Regions from separate parts of the Mus musculus genome. Here regions 1, 2 and 3 are each linked to region 4. A link is a contact called in public promoter capture Hi-C data. All regions are on one chromosome and are shown on one strand. The core of a region is the stretch at or near the end of the contact, and the rest is flanking DNA. Distances in the headings are between cores, read along the strand shown. Region 1 holds the start of 2310061I04Rik (RIKEN cDNA 2310061I04 gene). Region 2 holds the start of Nrm (nurim (nuclear envelope membrane protein)). Region 3 overlaps Ddx39b (DEAD box helicase 39b). Region 4 has its middle 8.2 kb from the start of 2300002M23Rik.

Region 1 (2,731 bases), core at 62-2,561, 320 kb before region 4:
ATCCCAGTTAGAGCAAAGCAACAGTGCAGGATGGTACAGGAAATCTTGAAGTATAAAATAAGCCCTCCCCTACCTTTGCTAGAAGTCTTAGACAAGAATCCTTTAGGGAGGTAGCTGCCCATCGTCTTTGTTCCCACGCTATCCCTCCTTTCTCCTCTGACCCCTCCATGCCACCTTTTCATCCTGAGCCTCTTCCCCTTCATCTCCCGTTTCTTCTACAGGGGGACTCCCTGGGGGCTGGTAGCCCAAAGCTGCCACTACAGCCGCCATGGGGGATTCAATACCTCATTCCTGGGTACAGGTAAGTAGCCACTTTTTCTTATTCTCCAACCAAATAGGTCACACACACATACGACTACAGTCTCCCTAGATGCCTGGTATTTCCACAGGCAACCAAGAACGGAAGCAGGGGGAACAGGAAGCGGAGGATAGGTGAGGTCTACACCTCCCCCTTAACAGCTGCCAGCACCTTCTGACACTGCCTAACACTACTCCTCCTGCTTCCTCCTAAGTCTGTGTGAACTGGATACCAGTTTCCCCCACACATCTTTCTACCTAACGTCGTATAAGCCTTCTTCCTTGTGGCTTGAATTCTGGTGTTTTTCCCCTCTGTCGTGCTCTGAGTACTTAAGTTTGGACACCGTGGTAACTGTCCCAGCCTTAAAACCCAACAGGTGTCTGTACATTACCCTGCACCCACAACCTTGAAGAATTGTCTCAGCGTAATTCCCCGTTAGCAGCTCTAACACACGCTTCATCTCCCTGCCCACCAGGTCGGCCAGTGAGGATCGGGTCTTGTTACTGGATGGGTCTGGGGAGGAGCCTACACAGACAGGTGCTCCAAGGGCCCAGGCGCCACCCCCCCAGTCCTGGACGGTGGGTGGGGACATAATGAACGCCAGGGTCATTCGAAACCTGCAGGAACGCCGCAGCACCAGGCCTTGGTAACCATGGCCAAAGCTTAGTCCTCAGTATGGATGCATTCATTCACTCATTCATTCAACAGGCCTGTCAGCCTCAGATCCTTTGTATCGTTATTTTTAACCAGAGCAATAAAAGTATTTATTTGTTATCACTATAGCTACCGACAAAAAGTGACTTGTCATTATTCAAATTCACATGCCCCTCAGTCTCTCTCCTGAAACTATATTCAGTCCTACCTCCCCTCATTTTGCTAGGCCTGACAAGAGGCTGCGCAGGCGCCCTGGGAGCGCCCCGGCCCGCTGTGCGCAAGCGCACTCCCGCGTAGCGGCGCCTGGGCTGCTGCGGGCCCGCTGTGCGCAGGCGCACGGTCTCTCCGTTTTCCTCCCTTAGCCCCGGCCCCCCCCTCCCTCCTTTCCCCTTCACGAAGCCGGCTCCGGGGCGCGCTGCCCGGCGAGGAGACGGAGACGGGACGCGGGAGGCGCCCGTTCACTCCCGGAACACCATGTACCGTCCGAGCCCGGGGGCCGCCCGGCGCCTCGGGCCCTGCCTCCGCGCCTACCAGGCGCGACCCCAGGTGAGGAGGGGCGGGCGGAGACCCTCCTCAGAGCCGGCCGAGGGGCGGGGCGCCGGGCCGCGCAGGCGCAGAGGCCCCCGCCGCCCCTGACCACCCGTGTGCTGCACGTGTGAGGGGCGCGGGGCCCGCTAGGGCCGGCGTTCCCGGTGAGGTCCGGGGAGCGGCTATCCCGGGTGGCCCCGGTCCCCGCCGTTCTTACCTGTGCCTGGAGGTGACTTGAAGGGCAGGGCAGAGAGGCCGGAACTGCGGGCCTGTGGTGCACCTGCAGAACGGTCCTGCCCGAAAGGCTGGCCGCTGCACCGGGTCGGGCTCCGGGGGACGGCGGGAGCACGGCCACGCCCCCGGCGACGGGGAAGGCTCCCAGAGGGCTCGGCCAGGCCCCATGGACCCCCTGCCCCTGGGGTTCCTGGGCGCCAAGGGACTTGGAATCAGGCTTGACCTCGGGTGACCTGCCATCCTTGCAGTAGCAGCGTTAGTGACCGAGTTCACCCTTCAGCAATCGGCCCGATTGTCATTTAATGGTGCAGAAAATGATAATATAGAATATATATGTAATATATAATGATAATAGCTTCCGTTTATGTACTACTTTATGGGTGACGAAGTTTATACATTCATCATCCTGTTATATAGGCCTCTCCTCTATTTACTGGAAACTGAGGTGCAGGCAGAGTGCCCAGAGGTTCCAACAGAGTCAACTCAGAACTATTCACACCTTCACTTGGATGTTCTTTGCCCTGCACAGCTCTATTTCAGAATCCTGATACATGTTATATATAGATCGCATCATTTCTCCCATGGAGCAGTAAACCAGGATAATGATGGAATCATAGGTGTTCTTTCTAAAGTTGGGGACGGTGGCCCTGGTGCTGTTGTCCTCCTGCGCTCTTTCCTCATGTCTCCCTTTCCTCTGGTAAACTCTCTTCTGCAGGTAGGACTTGAAGCTTCTGATCAGCCCAGCTGGGGTGGAGGAGCATGAGCTGATTTCTTGTTCCTTTGTTTGGTTTTGTTTTTTAAAACTAGGTCTGTGTAGCCCTGGCTGGCCTGGAATCCATGGTAGCCCCTACACCACCATGCTTAGATGTCTGATTTTTTTCTTTTTGTTCTCTTTTCCCTAGGACCAGCTCTCTCCTCGACCTCTACCATTCCCCCCGCTCTGGCCCCACTCCACTCCACCGACTTCTCCATCTTTTCCTCCTCACCGGTCACTACCACCCTCACATCCTCCTACCC
Region 2 (2,773 bases), core at 273-2,772, 290 kb before region 4:
GGAGGCAGAGGCAGGTGGATTTCTGAGTTGGAGGCCAGCCTGGTCTACAGAGTGAGTTCCAGGACAGCCAGGGCTACACAGAGAAACCATGTCTTGGAAAACCAAAAAAAAAAAAAAAGAGAGAGAGAGAGAGAGAGAGAAAGAGAGAGAGTGCATTGGCTAGGAGGCAGAGGCAGGTGGATTTTTAAATTCGAGGCCAGCCTGGTCTACAGTGAGTTCCAGGACAGCCAGGGCTATGCAGAGAAACCCTGTCTCCCCCCTCCCCCCTCAATAAGCACTGGCTGCTCTGGCTGCTCTTCCAGAGGTCCTGAGTTCAATTCCTAGCTACCACATGGTGGCTTACAACCATCTGTAATAGGATCTTATGCCCTCTTCTGGTGTGTCTGAAGACAGCTAAGGTTTACTCATATACATAAAATAAATAAATCTTAAGAAAGAAAGAAAGAAAGAAAGAAAGAAAGAAAGAAAGAAAGAAAGGCATGGTGGCCCACACCTTTAATCCCAGTACTCGGGAGGCAGAGGCAGGCGGATTTCTGAGTTTGAGGCCAGCCTGGTCTACAGAGTGAGTTCCAGGACAGCCAGAGCTATACAGAGAAACCCTGTCTCAAAACACCAAAATAAATAAATAAATCTTAAAAAAAAAAAAAAAAAAAGAATACATAGGCCTCTGAATTCCAAGCCAGCTGGGGATACATAGAAATACCCTGAAAAAAAAAACCCAAAAACAAACAAACAAACAACTCAAGGTTGTCCTTCAGCAGCCGTTTGCACTGCACACACAGGAGCACAAGCACACATTCCACAATTATATTCATTCACACACACACACACACACACACAAGCAAGCAAGGAGACTAGGGAAGTGGTCTTTGGTGTGGTTTTCTTGTTTGCTTTTCCAAGACAGGGTATCTCTACATACATAGTCCTCACTCAATAGATCAGGCCTTGAAATCAGTAATGATAGACCTTCAATCAAGAGATCCGTTTGCCTCTGCCCCCTCCAATAATAGGGTTAAAGGTGTGAGCTACCACATCTCGCTGTCTGGGGTTTTCTAGCAGCGTTTCCCCTTTTTTATCTTTCTCCTTCCCCTGGCTCTCCTCACAAAACCCCACCCCCACCCCGGGCCGTACTCTGTCAGTCTTCACTCGCAGCTTTCTGCACAAGACTAATCTTGGAGTTTCTGATTTAGCCTCCGCTCCCTTCCCAGCAGCGCCTCCCAGCTTTGGCGGTTTCCCTGTCATTTGTTTCCATGCCCCGCCCTCGCCACGCTGCTTCGGCTCCTCCTCTCCGCTTCAGCTCGCCCTGGATCCCTGCGGCTCACCGGGACCGCCAGACTCCGGGATCCCTCCAAGCAGCGGCCTCAGGGAGGTGAAACGCACGAATTCCACTCCGGTGCCAAAGGCCAGGATGAAGGAGGCGAGGGCCGCAGGAACCAGCAGCAGCGCCGGTGCCATGGCGAGCAGCGCGGAGCCTGAGGAGAAGGCGGGCTCAGGGTTCCCGCGACTGCTGGCCCTGCCCAGGTCCCGCCTCCTTGGGGGTGCTGGCGGCAAGGCGGGGACCGCGAGCGGCGCGTCACAGCGCGGAGTTGGAATCCCAGGCGTCGTCAGGGCAGCTGGTCTGCGGCTACCCTTGTGGGTCGAATCTCAGCGCTGTCAGTGTTCTCGAGGAAAGTGAAGACAGAGCCTCCCTTGCGTGGAAACATAAAGAACATCTTGTTTTTAAAGATAATCACTCCTTATTCTCCAGCCTCAATCCCTGATGTGCTGGGGTTACAAACGGCGCCACCCCGCCCAACATAGATTTTTGTATAGTGACCGTTTTAGAGCTGGGTGTGGTGGCTCGTGCCTGTAATTCCAGTACTCGGAAGGGTGAGGCAGGAGAATTTGAAGTTAGCTTGGACTGCATATGGAGACCGGTTCCGAAAAAGCCATTAAAAAAAAAAAGAGAGAGAGAGAGACAAGGTCGGGAGATGGTGGCATATGGATCTCCAAGTTCCAGGCCAGCCTGGCCTATATAGTCAGTTCTAGGATAGCCAAAGGCTACACAGAGAAACCCTGTCTCTAAAACCAAAGACCGAGTAATGAAAGGCTCAATCACCATAGCTATCCAAGTACAGGGTCCTCAGAAGACAAGAGCTGATTCTCTCAGATTACAGATAGAGCAAGGGCAGGGAGGCTGGTTGCTCCCAAGACGTCTGGACCAAGTTCTAATGCATTGTATAGCACTTTTCCTCCCCACCCTGATCTCTGCTTGGGAAATGTATTGAGTGGGCTCCATCTGTGAATGTTTTTGAAGAAGTTCTGTACTTACATTTATTTTGCCTTTATGTGTATTGATGTTTTGCTTGCAACTATGTGAGTGTCAGATCTTGGAGTAACAGTGGTGAGCTGCCATGTGGGTGCTGGTATTTGAACCCAGGTCCTCTGGAAGAGCCCAGTACCCTCAACCACTGAGCTCTCTCCAGCCCCCACTTGGACTGCTCAAAAAAAAAAAAATGTATATATATTTTTAATGGCAGAATCTAGCCAGGTGGTGGTACACGCCTTAATGGCAGAATCTTCATGTAGCGCAAGATGGCTTCGAACTTGCTGTTATGTAGCTGAGAATCATCTTGAGCAGATCCTCTTGCCTCTGCCTCCAAGTGCTGGGATTATGGCCTAGCATCACATCCTGGCTCCACTGATCTTCTAGACACTGTGAAGTGGTCCCAGAAGAGCTTATAGGTGGGAAACAAGCAGTTGACTATGTGTGGTTTCTCTTTAACCTGTTTCC
Region 3 (2,748 bases), core at 212-2,711, 320 kb after region 4:
AAGCTGCGCTGTGTGTGCTGGGGATTGAACCCGGCTCCTCTAGAAGATCAGCCAATGCTCTTAACTACTGAACCATCTCTAACTTCTGATTTATTTCTACGTATGTGTTTTGCTTGCATGCACATCTGTGCATCATATGCATGCTGTATCCACGGAGCAACATTACCCACAGAAAACACTGAATCTTTTTTTTTGAGACTTTAAATCTCACCTTATGTATGAGCATTTTGTCTGTATATATGTCTGTGCACCATGTGTGTGGAGTGCCCATGGAGGCCATAACAAGGTGACAGATCCCTCCCCTGGAACTGGAATTACAGATGATTGTGAGCTACCACGTGTGTGCTATGAACCAAACTCATGTCCTCTGCGAGAGCTGCCAGTGCTCTTAACCACTGAGTGACCTCTCCAGCCTCACCATCTGATTCGTTTTTACATAGATCTGGGGGCTCATTAGCTCCTACTGCAGCTGCCACCTGCAAGAACATTTCTAGAGATAGTTGGAAGAGGGCAGCAGCTGTTTTGGTGTTTTGGAAGAGTTAAGGGGTTGCACCGATTATAGGATTTGAATCTTGGACTCTCCTGTTAGACATTGGCCTCTTGCTTGCTAGGGCTTTTATGGAGACTGTACTGTGTGAGGACCAACCTCACAGTGACATGTCACAGGGTTTCTATTGCTGTGGTAAACACCATGACCAAGGAATCTTGGGGATGAGAGAATTTATTTGGCTTATACTTCCACATCACTGTCCATCATTGAAGGAAGTCAAAACACAGAAGGAACCTAGCGGCAGGAGCTGATGTGAAGGCCATGGAAGGCTGCTTACTGGCTTGTTCAGCCTGCTCCCCCAACCCCCACCGCTGTGATTGAGTTTCTCTGACAGCTCTGGAAGACCAGGCTGGCTTTGAACTCATAGAGATCTGCCTGCCTCTGCCTCCCAAGTGCTGGGATTAAAGGCGTGCACCATCATGCCCTTTCATTTTTTCCATTATGTATTCACTTTGCAGCACCCCATCTCCTCCTAGTCCCCTCCTCACACATTCCTTCCCCATCCTCCCTCCCCTTTCCAAGAATGTGCCCAGTCCCGCTTTCTTATAGAACCCAGGACCACCAGCCCTTCTCCAACAATCACTAATTAAGAAAATGCCTTACAGGCTTGCCTGCAGCCCAGTCCTATGGAGGAATTGTCTTAATTAAGGTTCCCTCCTGTGATGGACATAGCTTGTGTCAAGTTGACATATAAAACTATCCAGCACACGTGACTGGGCAAAGGGAACCCTAATGGTAATTGTCTTGAGTGGGGAAACCTAGCAAGTCTTCTGGCTTTCTCTGTGAACATCCATCCCTTCCCACCAGGATGTGGTGGCCAGATCTCTTCAGAAATGAGGATCTCAGGAGCAGAGGGCTAAGGGGCAGGAGCACTTGCTCTCAAGTCAGGTGGCTCACAGCTCCTGGTAACCTGCTCCTCGGGACCCAGCACCCTCTGCTGGCCACCATAGGCAATGCACACTTAGTGCATTTAGATAGATGCTGTCAAAACTTAATAAACTATTTTGAAAATAAAAACAAAGAATGAAACGGAGACTGAAGCATTTGGCTGTATGTATAGTTCCGCCTGATGAGACCCTGACTGTGGGGAAGCTCTTCGGCGCAGAGACCAACCTCCTCTTTGCTATCCCAGGGAGGCATAGAGAGGTACAGGCAGGGGCACAGAAGGTATGAATGAGACTTTTGCTCAAACCTTAGAGCAGAGGCCTGTGCTCTGGGGCATGTCTGAAGAAATGGGTGTCTCCCCCAAGTGACCTGGAGTAATACCATCCACCCCTTCTGAGGCACGCCCACCCACATGGCATCCATCACAACACCCAATTGTGCTGAGGCTAAGGGTGCAACTGCAGTTGTATGGATCTGAGATCTCAAGCCAGCAACACAAGTTCCAGCCTGTCAGGTCAGAGCGGGCAGGGGGCCCATGGGCCGGTGCCTTAGCAATGCCTGGCCCTGAAGTGCAATCAAGGTCTACAGAGAGGCGGTTCCGGTTCCAGGGAGCAGCAGCTCAGGTCTGTTACTTTCACCTCCCACCTCCGGCCCCCCCACTGCCAAGAACCCCAAGATAATCCTGCAACAGGCCCGCTCTACCTCAGATGCACGGCTGAGGTAAGAAGCTGCCTGGGCTTCACCTATGACCTTCTGAGCCTCAGACCAAAAACAGAAAGGGAAGGCAGGCCAGACCTCTCCACAGCTTCCCAAGGCTTCCAGCCCCTGCCCTGGTTGACACTTAGTCCAGCTAGGGACTCCAGGCTCTTTACACAGCTAAGCTGCCAGTATGCGTGTGTGTGTGTGTGTGTGTGTGTGTGTGTGTGTGTGTGTGTGTGCGCGCGCGCGTGAATGCGCATGCACGCACACGCCTGTGCACACATGCCTGTGCACACACGCTCAGGCATGGCCTACCAGGCCCCGCTTAGATACCTGGGAGATACAAGAAACTCAGCTGAAGGAGCTGAGGTACCAGGACGTGGGGCTTGCTCTCTTTACCTCCGGGCCCCAGCAGTGTCCCAGCCTCCCTGTCCACAGCCACCTTAGAAAGAAGACAATGACGCTGCCCCACAACCCGGCTCACGGCCCTCAGAATGACCCTGGTTCAAGCCATGAACAGAGCACTTACAGACACCACAGACACGGTTGTTTCATTCTTAGTTTTGTTAAAAAACAAAAACAAACAAACAAACAACTCTGATAAATCAGGACTA
Region 4 (2,700 bases), core at 41-2,540:
CCAGCCTTTGCTTTCATTTGGTCAGTAGTTATTTGAAGTCTTAGCAAAACTATTTAAGTTAATATTCGCACGCGTGTGCAGATGCTCCTGAGCGTGAAGGTCAGAGGGCAACCTCCAGTGTGGTTTCTTCTCCAGTATACTATCCAGCCACCTTGTATTCTGAGATAGAGTCTCTCACTGGGACCTGGAGCAGGCTGATTCTCCATCGTGACTCCCAGGGACCCTATTGCCTCCTTCTCTCCAGCACTGGGGTTTATAACCATTCTCCATCACACCCAGCGTTTTAAAAATATTTATTATTGGGGCTGGAGAGATGGCTCAGAGGTTAAGAGCACCGACTGCTCTTCCAAAGGTCCTGAGTTCAAATCCCAGCAACCACATGGTGGCTCACAACCATCTGTAGTGGGATCTGATGACCTCTTCTGGTGTGTCTGAAGACAGCAATGGACTCACATAAAATAAATAAATAAATCCTTTTTTAAAAAGCTACAGTGTACTCATATAAATATAATAAATACGTCTTTTAAAATATTTATTTTTATTTTATGTGTATGAATGCACGCGTGTATATGCACTATGTTCATGCCTGGTGCCTGTGGAGGTTAGAAAAGGGCATTGGATCTCCTAGAACCGTAGGTAAAGATGGTTGTAAGCTGCCATGTGGGTGCTGGAAAACAAATTGAGGTTCCCTTTGCAACAACAGCCAGTGCTCTCAACTGCTGAGCCAGCTCTCCAGCCCCACTCCCAGCTTTTTAATGCATAAGCTGGAGATCAGACTCAGGTCGCCATGCCTGGGAGGCAGCACCTGACCCACAGACCATCTTACCAGCTCTTTTACAGCAACTTTTAAAAGCACCACAGACAATTCAGTTTTAGTTTTCCTCTGAAGCAAGCACACCTTCCCTTTCCCGTCTGTCTATCCATCCCTGACCCTGTTGTCTGTCTATCCCTGACCCCGTAGTCTCCTAAGTCGCCCCAGATTTTGTGAACACCCTCTGGAACTAGAATCTAGTGGGCGGATGGACCATTTACTAGACGGAGGTAGAGGTGGGTGGATGCGAAGCACAGGGTGCATAGTCAGCCCGGTTTTAAGGGCAGGTCACTTGGTAGGTCAGCAGGCGGGTCAGTGGGCGGGTGCCTGCAGCATTTATGAACTTATTTGGCCCAGCAAACATTTTGAGTGTCAGGCCGTGCCTACCCAAGGTGAGGGTAAGGAGCAAAATCAGCCCAGCCCAGAGCACTGGGTGGCTGGCTACACAGAGCCGACCTCTAATGCGCGCTCCGGGTCGGGATGGCACTCAGCTCACCTTTAGGGAGTGATGATCTGGATGCCTGGCTTGGAGGTGACAGAGCCTGCCCTTATGAGACAATTAAGAGACTGACTAAGCACCCGGCAGGAGGCCACGAGAATCCCCATGTGAGAAAGAAGAGCATAAACAGGAAACACATTTAATAATTAAACAAAGATAACTCCCTCGTGTGCGCGCACCGGGCCAGCCCCTATAGAAACATCTGAGGAGTCACTTCCTCCCATGACTCTCGCCCGCCCGGCCGGCTGGAGTCGGCTCCTGGCAAGCTTCAGGCACCTCAGTTGTCCTGAATACACACAGCACCCTTTCCTTACTGAAGCCCCTGAGAGCCTCCAGTTCTCCCTCCTTGCTCACCCACACTTCCTCCCTCCCGGCCCCTTCAGCGTTCCAAGGGGTAAATGTGGGCTGGGAAGACAGCTCAGCAGTGGAGAAATCGGGGTGCAGGTCAGTTGCTGCATAGACACACAGGTACACACACATATACAAAATTAAAAAAAAAAAACCCAACAGTTTCTTTGAGATAAAGACTCATTATGTAGCATTGACTGGCCTAGAACTCATAGAGATCCACATGCCTCTGTCTCCCAAGTGCTAGGATTAAAGGTGTGTACCATCGTGCCTGGCAAAAGTTTTAAAGAACACACACACACAGACACACACACACACACACACACACACATATGTGTGTGTGTATATGTATATATACACACAGATATTAAAGAGTTACATATTCTTTATATATTGCATATTATATATTATATTACATATCACATTATATATTACACATTAAACATTACCTATTACATCTATTACATGTTATATATTTTATATTATATATTAAATTTATATATATACATATATACAGACACACACATACACATAAATGAGCATTGGGAAGTAGAGGCAAGAGGTCTTAAGAGTTCCAGGCTACTCCTAGTTACACAGCTAGTAGAAGGCCAGCCTGGGTTACATAATAGATGCCTCGAAAACAAAAACAAAACAATTAAGTAAGATACAATGTATATAAATCATCAAATTCGGGAACCTTATATCATTTGTCTACCTTAAAGGTAGTCAGCAGATGAATTAATTAGTTCTCTTTATTTCCAGTCCTGGAGACCAAACTCAAGGCCCCATGCACGGCAGGCAAGTGCTCTGTCACTAGGCTACGAGCTTATTTCCCAGGAGAAAAGCATCTTACCACCAGCTTTCATCTGATGCCAGCACCTTGTCTGTGGTTCAAATCCTAGTCTCCGCTTAAGGAGATGAAGGTCTCATGTGTCCAGAGAGATGGCTCAGTTAGGACTCGCTGCTCTTGTAGAGGACAGGGTTTCAGTTCCCAGCACCCACAGGAGGCCCACGACCATCAGCAAGTCCACTTTCAGGGAGT

The links. Promoter capture Hi-C pulls out the DNA fragments that hold promoters and counts their contacts.
Region 1: a promoter capture Hi-C map of stem cell-derived epiblast-like cells shows a contact between it and region 4, with 3 times the contacts expected there. The contact joins the promoter of 2310061I04Rik here to the enhancer-like site in region 4. A contact is called at or near these places in 9 of 39 promoter capture datasets (the 3T3-L1 cell line, 3T3-L1-derived adipocytes, the SN4741 cell line and 4 more), 3 of 484 Hi-C or Micro-C datasets (the G1E-ER4 cell line and embryonic stem cells) and 1 of 115 datasets of contacts at active chromatin or transcription factors (embryonic stem cells).
Region 2: a contact with region 4 is called in a promoter capture Hi-C map of stem cell-derived epiblast-like cells, with 4 times the contacts expected there. The contact joins the promoter of Nrm here to the enhancer-like site in region 4. A contact is called at or near these places in 12 of 39 promoter capture datasets (the 3T3-L1 cell line, the SN4741 cell line, cranial neural crest and 6 more), 19 of 484 Hi-C or Micro-C datasets (the N1E-115 cell line, cerebral cortex, cortical neurons and 4 more), 5 of 115 datasets of contacts at active chromatin or transcription factors (T-cell acute lymphoblastic leukemia, embryonic stem cells, forebrain and 2 more) and 1 of 9 other capture datasets (embryonic stem cells).
Region 3: a contact with region 4 is called in a promoter capture Hi-C map of stem cell-derived epiblast-like cells, with 3 times the contacts expected there. The contact joins two enhancer-like sites. A contact is called at or near these places in 6 of 39 promoter capture datasets (the SN4741 cell line, embryonic stem cells, hippocampal neurons and 2 more) and 2 of 484 Hi-C or Micro-C datasets (both in cortical neurons).

The regions. Positions count from the first base shown.
Region 1 is chr17:35,895,958-35,898,688 of GRCm38.p6, reverse strand. 2310061I04Rik (RIKEN cDNA 2310061I04 gene) reads left to right here and starts at 1,311. Exons shown (of 6, transcript NM_001033630.1): 1 at 1,311-1,498; 2 at 2,617-2,731. The coding sequence starts at 1,427. It overlaps Atat1 (alpha tubulin acetyltransferase 1), which reads left to right. Exons shown (of 13, transcript NM_001142744.1): 11 at 222-301; 12 at 390-432; 13 at 774-1,094. The coding sequence ends at 948.
Region 2 is chr17:35,860,067-35,862,839 of GRCm38.p6, reverse strand. It overlaps Nrm (nurim (nuclear envelope membrane protein)), which reads right to left and starts at 1,522. Exons shown (of 4, transcript NM_134122.2): 1 at 1,323-1,522. The coding sequence starts at 1,455.
Region 3 is chr17:35,253,619-35,256,366 of GRCm38.p6, reverse strand. It overlaps Ddx39b (DEAD box helicase 39b), which reads right to left. Exons shown (of 11, transcript NM_019693.3): 11 at 2,660-2,748. Among named protein-coding and RNA genes, the nearest start is that of Mir8094, 3.7 kb to the right of the region's middle. Within about 2 kb of position 1,461, at least 15 of the 459 cell types and tissues checked have an H3K27ac peak or open chromatin away from gene starts, as enhancers often do. A contact at or near this core is called in stem cell-derived epiblast-like cells, where this site is marked.
Region 4 is chr17:35,574,366-35,577,065 of GRCm38.p6, reverse strand. No RefSeq gene overlaps it. Among named protein-coding and RNA genes, the nearest start is that of 2300002M23Rik, 8.2 kb to the right of the region's middle. Within about 2 kb of position 1,290, at least 7 of the 459 cell types and tissues checked have an H3K27ac peak or open chromatin away from gene starts, as enhancers often do. A contact at or near this core is called in stem cell-derived epiblast-like cells, where this site is marked.